2 separate regions of the Mus musculus genome follow, and region 1 is linked to region 2. The links are chromatin contacts, called in public Hi-C maps. All regions are on one chromosome and are shown on one strand. The core of a region is the stretch at or near the end of the contact, and the rest is flanking DNA. Distances in the headings are between cores, read along the strand shown.

What was found. A called contact is a pair of places that touch in the nucleus more often than the background predicts.
Region 1: a contact with region 2 is called in a Hi-C map of group 2 innate lymphoid cells, with 2.2 times the contacts expected there. The contact joins the promoter of Kcna4 here to the enhancer-like site in region 2. A contact is called at or near these places in 1 of 15 datasets of contacts at CTCF or cohesin (the NIH/3T3 cell line), 4 of 484 Hi-C or Micro-C datasets (cerebral cortex, forebrain and group 2 innate lymphoid cells) and 1 of 115 datasets of contacts at active chromatin or transcription factors (neural progenitor cells).

The regions. Positions count from the first base shown.
Region 1 is chr2:107,286,774-107,293,037 of GRCm38.p6, reverse strand. It overlaps Kcna4 (potassium voltage-gated channel, shaker-related subfamily, member 4), which reads right to left and starts at 2,449. Exons shown (of 2, transcript NM_021275.4): 1 at 1,967-2,449.
Region 2 is chr2:107,002,214-107,008,034 of GRCm38.p6, reverse strand. No RefSeq gene overlaps it. Among named protein-coding and RNA genes, the nearest start is that of Arl14ep, 31 kb to the right of the region's middle. Within about 2 kb of position 2,009, at least 16 of the 459 cell types and tissues checked have an H3K27ac peak or open chromatin away from gene starts, as enhancers often do. A contact at or near this core is called in group 2 innate lymphoid cells, where this site is marked.

The sequences.
Region 1 (6,264 bases), core at 1,200-3,699, 280 kb before region 2:
CTCTCTGCCTCATCTGCTATCCCTGGCCCTCTTTTCTTACTTTGCTCTCCTAAGTCCATTGACTTTATCTCCTCAGCCAGGACTTAGGAAACTTGCCCCTAACTCTGACCACCTGCTTCTTCCATTTACTCTGGCCAAGAGGACTTCTAAGAATACAGAAAATGAGCCAGAGAATTGGCAATGATGATAACAGGTAGAGTTCTGGGCATCCTCTAGTTTCTATTACTGGAAACACTTCGGCGGCATGAGAGCCATGGCTTTCTGAAGCCATTAACAGGATTCTACCCTTGAGCACCTGCTGCTCTTCACTTTGAGTGTTGGTCCCATAACTTAAATGGCAAACACAGGGCATCACACACACACACACACACACACACACACACACACACACACACCCTTGGTTGAAACCAAAAGACTCCAGAAAATACACCTCAGAAGTTATCCCTAGCAACACCCCCCTCTTCTGTTGTCCTGGTCACATCATCTTACATTCATAAGTGTTTACCGTGGTGAAACCTCTAAGGCCTTGTGTACAAAACCACCTTATGACTACGTTCACTGTGGAATGTCAGCCAACATCTTTTTAAGATTGACAGAATCCAAAAAGCCTGAGAATGTGTTCAACTTCTCAGCACCCACAAACAGTTTGTACAGACACCACTTAAGCCCTGAATAACTGACATACCCATAGATTTACAAATGTGAAGATGTTTCTTCTACTCAAGTAACTCCCCCAAATGTCATGAATTTGAGGGTCTTCCAGCTCACTGTAACTTCTACAAGCTCTGGAACTGCCTTCATTGTGTTCTACAGCAAATGCTTCCTTATTCTTTTATTTATTTAGGCTTGTTAATTACTATTTTTCTAACTCTTTGACATTCAAAAAGAAAACTGTTTTCCTTTCAATTGGCTACTAGTTACCTTACTATCCTAGAGAGACAGAAAGAAGGAAAGGGGGAAGGGAGGGAGAGAGGTAAGTAGGCAGTGAAGCAGGGAGGCATGGTGGGAAAGGGGAGATAGAGAAAAGAAAGTGAAAGAAAGAAAGAAAGAAAGAAAGAAAGAAAGAAAGAAAGAAAGAAAGAAAGGAAGGAAGGAAGGAAGGAAGGAAGGAAGGAAGGAAGGAAGGAAGACAGAAAGAAAAGACAAATTGTAAACCCACCAAACCATTTTTTCAAACAAACCAAGCTGATTTAAAATCTCTCTTTCTCCAGGTATTCTTCTTAGGAGAATCAAGCAGACTTTATGCAAGAGACCTTCTTAACACCATTAAACTAATAGGATTTGCAGGGCACCTATTCTTGCTTCTATGTTCCCAAATACCAACAAGCATTCCCTCTTCCCTTCCTACCCAACAACAACAAGGCTGCTTTCCTTTCTAGATGCTAATTTCTGCAACTGTGTTAGGGTGGTACCTGAACCAAATTTGGGAGAAGGGCAGAGAGGGACAAAATTAAAACATAAAAAGGTGATAGAATCAGAAAAACCAACACCAAGAAACACGTACATCAACTCAACGCACACCATTTATCCAGTCCCTGTGGACTGCTCAAACACTCTGAAAATGCATGCCATCTGAATGTTGGGAGAGGCAACAATACAGACCGGCTCATCAGCTGTTCGCAAAGGAGAGGAACGGTGAGGCTGGGATCAGGCAAAACGAAAATGATGCTGAATCTAAACCCCACCTCGTTGGGGGAACGACATCTTTAATTGCGCCCTAGCCTCCAGACCTGGGTTCCCGCTCTGGCACATTAAGCAGGGCGCACTCGCCCCATCCCCTGGGTTGCCCCTGGAGCGCCGCGTAGCATCTGCACCTCCCTTCTCCCACCTCCTGGTTTATTTTTAACCGCCTTCCATTCATGTCCTTCTGTCACATTCTCAATATTATTTATTCCTCAAATGTCCACAGTTTCTCAACAGCCAAAAGAGTAAGGTGAAGGAAAGATAAGAAAGATCTCATACTTACCATTCCCAGCAAGTGCGAAAAATAAAAATAGACGAAAAAAATCCCCCCCGGTGATTTGTTTCCCCTTTTCCACGCTGCAACAGCTGGAGGAGGGGCAGAATCATTGGGGGTGGGGGCGCAGTACAAAAAAAATCGCTCAGGTTTGGCAGGTGGAGGATCCCAAATATCCACGGAACAAGTTCGGTTGTCTTGGCCAGGGGGCTAGGGGGTATTGCAGAGTCCTCGTTACTGGAGCCCAGAGGTGGAGATTGGGGACGCCCCAAGGTAGACCCCGGAGATTTCTGGTTCCTCTGGAGTTCGGCACAGCAGACATGGGCTGGGAACGGAAGTCAAGGTTCTCCGAAAAAGACTCAAAATCCTAGACAGCAGCGATCACTTGTTAAGCCTGCATTCCTTCTCCAGTATCCATCCCAGTCTTGCTCTCTAGCTGGCTGCAGGAGCAGCACACGCCTCCCCAGGCTGCCAGCGCGCACGGGCGGGGGCGGGGCCTGGCCGGGCCGAGGGTGTGGCCTTTGGGGCTGTCACTAGGGGTGCCTCCCCGCATGGCTGGGCGGGCACAGTCACGACGCTGCGACCCCACCCGTCGGCCCAGCCCCCACGACTGCTTAGCTTCTGGAAACTATCCCAGGAGCACTTGGGTATCACCCCCAAGCGAGGAGCAAATCCCGGAGGCAGATGTGTCCCGTAGGAACTGGAATAGAAGTCCAGGACCGACCACAGCACAGGTGCCACTAGAGACACTGGGAGAGAGGGACTTCGATGAAAGATGCAGTCCAGAAAATGGGGTGGATAGCTTGGGGCAGCTTCCCTTCTTACCCTGATCTTTTATCTCCCCAGACATTGGTCATCTGTTTACCCCTAGAGGTGTGGTAGTAGGGCTCAGGTGCATCTCTGGCCAGACTGCAGGTCCAGAAATCCTCCCCCTCCCCTCCCCGTGAGTACACCCCAACCTTAGTCTCAGCGTTCCTGGAACACTGAGAGTCTGCAGCTTCAGCTGCTGGCCCAGTTGGCACAGAGAAAGATCAACTTTACCCATGTATTAGACCATATGTTAGAGACTGGTCGAATATGAAGTCTGACCCCCGGCGAAGGCTACTGTGTACAGGAGGCTCAAGTCACAACAGGAGGGAGGCTGGAGGGTTATGGACAAACTGTTAAAAATGGCCTAGGCTGGAGCTTTTGAAAGGCTGAGTTGACCCCTCTGTGAAACTGTTGCTGCAAAGATAATTGAAGCTGAACTGGAGAGCCCATGTGGGCCATTGGAGAGGCTTTATATTAGTGCCCCAAACTTTACTGCCATCCACTTGTTTGTTTGTTTGTTTGTTTGTTTGTTTGTTTGTTTAAGTACTCCACATTTCCTATCCTATAAGCAACTAAGTGTGTCTCTAGGAAGGCAACCCCACCCCAGATAAACTTTAGGTGCTTTTTCATTAGTGGTTAGTTTGTGGATGTCTCTGGGACATAGATGTGGTATACAAGAAAGGTTAGCTCAGAGACCGGGCAGGGTGTAGTGGGAGGGGAATCAAGGTGATGGTCAGGTTTGGGTCTTGGGCCATCTCCCTCAGCACACCTTATGGTTTGAATAAGCAGTACGGTACACAGGTCCAGCTACGGGAGCAGATCAGTCCTGGGCTGGTCAGTTGGCACCTGGGTAGCTGTACTCTCCAGCAGCTTTGTTCATGGGCCCTATTGGGCTTCCTTCTTTTGTGATTCCTGATTAATTATTAAGGAAAATATTCCTGAGCTGAATTATAGATATGCCCCTGTGCACTGCACTCACCCTGTCGCTGCTGACGTGGGGAAAGACACCTGGAAGACTGCTTTAGTTGTTTAATTTTTAAAATAATGGGGTGGGGGCTGAAATGTAATTACTGAAGGGGAAACAAGCAAATAAGCTGTAATGTGGGATCTGGTTTTCCTATCTTCTTCCAGTCAGAGCACCTTGAGATTATGGCACAAACAAATTTATCCCAAACACCCTCCACAACCACCCCATCCCTGCCCCACCCCTACCCTGTAGGTGGAGGAACAGAGAAAAGTTCCTACAGGCACCTAGAGAAGCTACTTGTTCCAAGTCGTTCCAAATTGGAGCTCATTCCAGCAAATGGGAGGGACTGACTTCTCCAAAACTGAAAGCAATCATTTTTGATTCCAAAATAAAGGTTAGGTCCTTGTGCAGTCTTACAGGTGCCAGAAAGAGAGGACTGACTTACTGTTAGGCCATCAGAAGGATGTTTTAGAGAATGGTAGAATCAGGGCTGAGGGCATAGGGTATAAGATCTTGGGACCAGTTTCCAAAAGCAATTTGTAAGATCAATCCACAATAGCTATGGAATGCTTCCAGAGAGTTGAAAGATGAGATTGAGTAATGTACTAAAGATAATGGTTGTATCGAAGCTCGGATGTTTTTATTGGATCACATGGAAACTTTGCAAAGTATGCTTATACATGTCACTGGCTATTTATTCTTCTTGTGGTCCAGAAAGTTTTAAACATTTAAATGCCTGAAGTTTTCATAAGCATCTTTCTTTCTTAGGTATCAGGAAGAGAAACTACTAAATAATAGCAACAATTCACCTGAATAGAAGGCACTCTAATGACAATACTCATTCAGAACATGGAACAAGTATTTATTGACTACTTGGTCATGGTATGGACTAGTCATTGAGTGACCATCCCATCACTGACAATGTTCTAAGTTATCTGCATGCATGTTGTCTTGCTTAACCTGCACGACTAAACATTATGTATGATTGGTACTATTCTGTCACTATGATATAAAGAAATTGAGATTCGCATGGGTTATAAAACTTTGACTGAAGTTGTTTAATTTATGATATAGTAGCAGAATTAGCCCTTATATGTGTGGCTTTGCAACATACGGAAAGCTTCTCCTCAGTTTCAGTGATGCCACACAGTCTGTGCCCACGTATCCATGTAAGCAAATACCTGTCACAGATTCACAGATCTCAACCTGTGCTATGATGCAGATATGAAAGTGCCACATCTGAAATACAAAGAACCTTAACAGCATCCAATCCAAAGGAAACAAATAAGGACTTCCAAGGAAAAAAGGAAGTCTGAAGATTCGTGAGAGTGGCTCCTGTGGAAAATAGGTAGGTTCCAGGTGCTAGGGTTAGGAACACTAAGCCTAACCCACTGGAATGGTTAGGTTAAGATCAGACCACCTAAAAATAACATGCCCCACTCTCAGCTCTCTGCCCCCATTCCAGAACAAACATATAAAAACACAAGCATGTACACATATACAGTTATGCACATGCACGTGCAGAGAGAGAGACAGACAGACAGAGAAGCATGCACACACATACTCCATTTTCCCACTTAAGTAATTTTTTTATAAAATAAGAATCATTGCATTTCTCTCTCTCCCTCATACTCTTTGGGTTTGTTTAGAGCCTCACAAACTGAGCTGAGAGATTTTAATTTAATTTAATTTAATTTAACTTTATTTTATTCTACTGTAACCTACAAAATCTCTACCTTGACTAAGTCCTAAAATTCTCATTTTTCTAGAAAACTTATTTTCTTGCCTTTCTTAATCATCACCTAACCAAAACTTTATAAGCCTCCCAACCTCCACACTCACCTATTACCTCGAATAATTTATCCTTGGTTTTGAAGTCTCCCGTTAATGGCACAAATGTTCTAGCTTGCGACATGAAGTCTTTCTTTCTGTAGAATGGAGCAAAACCCAGCAGAATTTCTTTTGCACAAAGCAGGTTGGGAGGCCTGTGGGACTTTACTTAGTCCATTATGAAGGTTTCTGTACTCTTTGGTGAGTGTGTCCTGAATAGCAAATGAATAGCATTGTTTGGCTACCCCTTACTGCCTCTTTAACAAGCCCGTGACACTTTGCTGAAAACAAGTGCTTCCTTCCACCCCAGGCACCCCGCACCCTTCCTCTGGAAACAAAAACTGTACCTGTCCCAGGTTGTGGATCAATAAAGAAAGATTTCCACTGTATGTTGGGAAATAACTAAATGGGGGTCACTACTTTTATATCTTCTAATTCCAAATCCTCAGATCACCAATTTTAAAGTTCTGAAGTGATGTAAAGATGAGAAAGAACCAGAGAACTTATTTCCATGCCGCCCCCTCCAGATTCATAGGCGGAGATCTTCTGAGCAGCCCACTATTCTCAATGCAAGTGAGCCACTCAGCTAGGTGTTACTCATAGTTGGTGTTTCCAATGACTGCTCACTCTCATTTCCCATTCTATTACATCTTATGCATATTCTACTCAGGTCTGGAGATTCAGAAAGGCATATTTATTT
Region 2 (5,821 bases), core at 760-3,259:
CACCACTCAGCTATTAAAAACAATAAATTCATTAAATTCTTAGGCAAAAGGATGGAACTAGAAAATATCATCCTGGGTGAGGTAACCCAATCACAAAAGAACACACAAGATATGCACTCACTGATATGTGGATATTAGCCCAAAAACTTGGAATACCCAAGATACAATTCACAGACCACATGGAGCTCAAGAAGAAAGAAAACCAAAATGTGGATACTTCGGTCCTTCTTAGAAGGGGGAACAAAATACCCATGGGAGGAAATAAAGAGATACAGTGTGGAGCAGAGACTGAAGGAAAGGCCATCCAGAGATTGCACCAAGTTGAGATCCATCCCATATACAGTTATCAAACCCAGACACTATTATGGATGCCAACAAGTGCTTGCTGACAGGAGGCTCATATAGCTGTCTCCTGAGAGGTCAGAGCCTTACAAATACAGACATGGATGCTCTCAGTCAACCATTGGACTGAGAACAGGGTCTCCAATGGAGGAGTTAGAGAAAGGACTGAAGGAGCTGAAGGGGTTTACAACCCCATTAAAGGAACAATAATATCAACCAATCAGACCCCCCAGAGTTCCCAGGAACTAAGCCATCAACCAAGGAGTACACATGGAGGGACCCAGCCGCACATGTAGCAGAAGATGGCCTTGTCAGCCATCAATGGGAGGAGAGACCCTTGGTCCTGTGAAAGCTCAATGCCCCAGTGTAGGGGAATTCAAGGGCGGGGAGGCAGGAGTGGGTAGATGGATAGGAAAACACCCTCATAGAAGCAGGGGCAAGTGGGATGAGGCAAGGGGTTTGGGGGGAAGGGGATAACATTTGAAATGTGAATAAAGAAAATATCCAATAAAAATTATTTTAAAAAGAAAAATATGAATATAGAAACAGAAGCAGCAACTACAAACCCTACACGGATCTACACCGGGTTCTCTGCATGTATATGGTAGCTTCTCAGTACATTTAGTACTTTTATGGGACTACTTTATATGTAGTGGGTCTCTGATTCCTGTGCCTTCTCTCAGGGTTCTTTTATTTTTCTGTTGGCTTGACTTGTGCCACTTTGATATAATGGGTTTTGTTTTATCATATTATATTTCATTTTGTTGTGTTTTGTTGTTATTTCTTAGAAGCCTGTTATTTTTTAATGAGAGAAGAAAGGAAGTAGATCCAAATGGGAGAAGAGGTGATGGTGGTAGCTGGTAGGGGTGGAGGGAAGGGAAACTATTCAGGTTAATTGGTCTGTTTAATAAAAGAGAAAAAAATAAACACATTTCGAATGCAAAAGAAGGAGGAGGGGGAGAAGGGAGGGGAAGAAGAGGAAAAAAATGTGTGAAACTGGAAATCATTGTGCCAAGCAAAACACAGAAGATTGAACATTATAAACATTGCATGATTTTTTTCCCTCTTATGGGTAATCTAGAGTATGTGAAAGGACCCACCAGAAGGTGACAGGAGAGACAGTAACGGGAGGCTGGCTATGGTCAAAGCATGGAGGACATGCATGGAAATGCTAAAATGAAGGCAACTCCTTTGTAGGTAAAATGAAAGAAGTTGAAACTGAAGGAACTTTTGGAATACACTCTAAGCGTACAAGCCTGGGCTTTAAAATTAAGTAACTTTGTGGAGGTAAAAAAAATATTTATTTATACCTAACTTAATCATGAAATATTTGACTATATATTTTAATTTAGATTTTTCTCTATTTTTAATTATTTATTAATTTGGATTTCCTTCTTAACTTCGATGTTTTTTAAAGAACATGAATAAACAAATCCACCAATGTCTGTTGGGAGCCAAAACTAATTTTTTTATAATAATCCAAGTGAAAAAGATGACTACCAAGTGTTAAGACATAAAGCTGGACCTCCTCCCCAAGCTGACTAAGTCCAGACAAAGGTCACCAACGGAATGTTTCAAGAATTACCACAAGATGATTCCAGACCTGACTGACGCAAACAGCAGATGTCATAACCACAAGATGTACTTTTAGATATCGCACCTCCCCTTGTAGTCACCAAGGAAAATTACCACTGCTCCCCCCTGCCCTTCTGTATAAGGGTTATTTCCCCTTTGATCTTTTTGTATAAAAACTACAAGTTTTGCTGAATACAACGAGACCTTGACAAGATTCAGACTGACTCCATGTCATTTCTGTGCTTGGCACCCATTTCTCTCTCACCCCCCATTTGGTTTCAGGAGCAGTCCCCTCGAGACCCACGAATAACTGGACCTGCTGGACGGGTTAATTGTCTTCTCCTCCTCTGGGCAAACAGGAGGTTGCACATCTTGGTCCCAGTACTTGAGAAAAGAAAAGCCATCCAGTTAGTTCTACTCAATGACATTTGGGAGGTGAGGCAGTGACAACCATACCTTTCTCTGGTTCTCTTGTCCTCCCACAGAAATAAGAAAGATTCTCTTCCAGATGCTTCATTCAAAACAGTAGAGGGTCTTTATCCCTGGGTTTCTTGGGCAACTGTAGAGCACAGAACTTCAGTCTCTCATTAACCTGCAATGGATATGTAATGTAAGACAGTCATAAAGACTGTTGTATTAAACCAGTAAGACCAGAAAATGATGTTAATGTGGCACAGACTAACCACTATTAGGGCTTTGTTGCTTTGTTTTACATAATTTGATGTCTTTCTTTTGCAGATCTTCAGTGTCCTCAGGTATCCTTTAAGAAGCCTCTTGGGACCAGGTGTGGTGGTGCACACCTTTAATCCCAGCACTTGGGAGGCAGAGGCGGGTGGACTTCTTAGTTTGAGGCCAGCCTAGTCTACAAAGTGAGTTCTAGGACAGCCAGGGCTATACACAGAAACCCTGTCTAGAAAAACCAAAAGAAAAAAGAAAGAAGCCTCTTGGATGCTATATCCATAGGCATCTAATGCATAAAACAAGCATAGGGCACAGAAGTTAAAGAAAGAAGTTCGTAAGAAGTTTAAAAAGTGGAAGAACTCAGTGACTATGTATTATGCTATATAGAAAGAGAATGAAGTCAATTCCAAAGAGTTATTTGGATTGCATGAGGTGTCCTAGATGCTGAAAGAGCCTCTGGGTTCTTAGAAGGAACAAAACGGATGGGCACTATCTAGACAACATGTGTGTTTCAGTACAGCAACTTCCAAGTTATAATGAGCGGCTTCCCCCAGTGACACCAAATAAGCAAGAAAAGATGCTTCTAATACTAAATAAAAGAGAATTTATCTAGGACACTGAACTGTGTTGAGTCCCCAAGCCATTATGAAAGGCTGAGAAGGATGGACTCCCAACAAGGAAAAGGAGAGAGGAAGAAACACTTCTCTCCAAGCAACCTATGAGAGAGAAAATGAGATATGATGGTGACTAGTCAAAACCAAGAAACAGAGCCGGGTGGTGGTGGCACACGCCTTTAATCCCAGCACTTGGCAGGCAGAGGCAGGCAGATTTCTGAGTTCGAGGCCAGCCTGGTCTACAAAGTGAGTTTCAGGACAGCCAGAGCTACACAGAGAAACTCTGTCTCAACAAAACAAACAAACAAACAAAACAAGAAACAGAGGCTTTTGAAGCTTCTGGCCTTGAAAGCTTCTCTCTCCAGATCAGCTAGTAATCCATAATTAAAGCAAAACCTCGGAAAATGCTCGCTGGGGAGCCTAAGGCAGGGGCCCAGTCTCTGTTGTCACAATTCTATTTTTCATATTTTGCTTTCACTTTTGTTCTTATAATGCCTACACTTTTTAAAATATAGATTTCTAGATAATTAATGCAGTAATTGTCTTTTATTAAATGGTGTTCTCAAAGTAAAGTTTATCTCATCTGATACACTTGAGCTTCCTATGTAGTCAAGGATGACTATGAACTTCTACACCTTCTGCTGAGAGTGCAGGTCTGATCCACCGCACCTAGTTTTCTGTGGTACAGGGGATCAAACCATGGCCTCCTGAATCTTGAGCTTGTGCAGCAATTTCAAGAGATGAGATGAAACATTCCATCCTGAAAAAAGATTCCCTAAGACTTGAGAAGTAATATTTTTTAATTGCTTGAAACTTTCATGCATGCATATAATCTATTTTGAACACATCCAACCCCTTTTAATTCCTTCCAACTCTCCCCTTAGGCTTCGCACCACCTTTTCCCTCCTAGTTTTATGTGCTCTTCTTTTTTCAACCCACTGAGTCCAGTTAGTGATCCCTATAAATTCATGTGTGTGGAACCACCTACTGGTGTAAGAGTAGCTTCTTAGAGCCTGAATTCCCAAAGAGAGCACAGGCTTCCTTCCAATTCTAGGATCCATCAATTGTCAGTAGCTCCTCAGCTACATGTGAGGTCTATGAGGCCCTCCACCATCTCTGCTGGATTCAGGTTGGCTTGATCTTATACAGGTCTTGTGTCTTAAGACACAGGTGCAGTGAATTTATGTATGCAACAGTACTGTCCTGCCTGACAAATACTGATTCACAGCAGCTGTCCCTTTCCTAGGCCTCTTGGATCTTCTGGCTGCTCTGCTGCAGTGACCTCTGAGCCCTGAGAGAAGGAATGTTATATAAATGTCCTATTTAAAACTGAGCACCTCAAAATGCTCAGGAGTTTTTACATTCTGATGAGTTGTAGTTCTCTGTATTAATCACCATTTACTGTAAAAAAGAAAATAAAAACAAGCCTTTCTAAGGGGAGTTGGGAGGTGTCGCACTCTATGTGTACAAAGATATAAAATTAGCAGAAAATTTTTGCTATATTAATTTAGTAGAATAATAGCACTAGGTTTTCCCTTAGGGCCTATGACCTAGCCAACCATGAATTTCTGGCCCAGTTAAGAGTATTGGACATAAATTCTGTCTTACTATGGAGTGGGTCTTAAATTCAATCAGAAAATGCTTCATATTTCCATAACATTGACCAACCATTGTGTCCTGTACCCGTGGACATATCTTGTCAGCCCAGTCATTGTTGTAGCCAGGTTTGATTTTCTGAAACTAAAGATCAAATGTTGGGCCTTGCAACTATAACTTCTTGAGCTATAACCCCAACCTTACAAGATAAGTTTTGAAGGTATAACATCTTATCTAGCAGCAATATCAAGGTAAACAAAACAAAACAAAACCTTTAACATACTCAACAAAAAGAGGTGCCTAACATCCCCCTGATAGACACTCCTTTTACAATGCAGCCTTAAGAAAACTTGTAATTCTCTAATCCATGTGAGGACTCTGATCTGACTGCACCCAAAACAAGAATCCCATAGCTCTTCCTTCTCATCAGCATGGGGATAAACATGAAAACCCTTGATTCTGACCTAAACCATTGCTACAGATTTCAAGGAATGAATAAGCATCCTATTCTGCTTCTGATGAGGTAGCAGAGACTGAAGAGACATTCCATCAAAAGCAGAGAGAAAATTGGAAAAAACAAAAAAACAATCCATGAAAGGGAACTGGTTTGAGAAAGACAAGATCAGACTAGGATTCTTTATGTTTATCTCCAATTTCTGCTCCAAGGAGCCATTTGCTGCAATACTCTATGCATATCCTAATTGTCTCAGCCAGTATAACTGGTAAGAAAGAAGATCCCAAAGATTTAAGTAAACCACATAGTGGCAAAATGTCCTTAATCCAGAACTCATGAGGTAGAAGCCTGTGAGCCTGAGACCAGCATGGTTGTACTGGCTAGTTTTGTGTCAACTTGACACAGCTGGAGTTATCACAGAGAAAGGAGCTTCAGTTGAGGAAATGCCTCCATGAGATCCAACTGTAAGGCATTTTTCAATTAGTGTTCAAGGGGGAAAGGCCCCTTGTTGGTGGGACCATCTCTGGGCTGGTAGTCTTGGGTTCTATAAGAAAGCAAG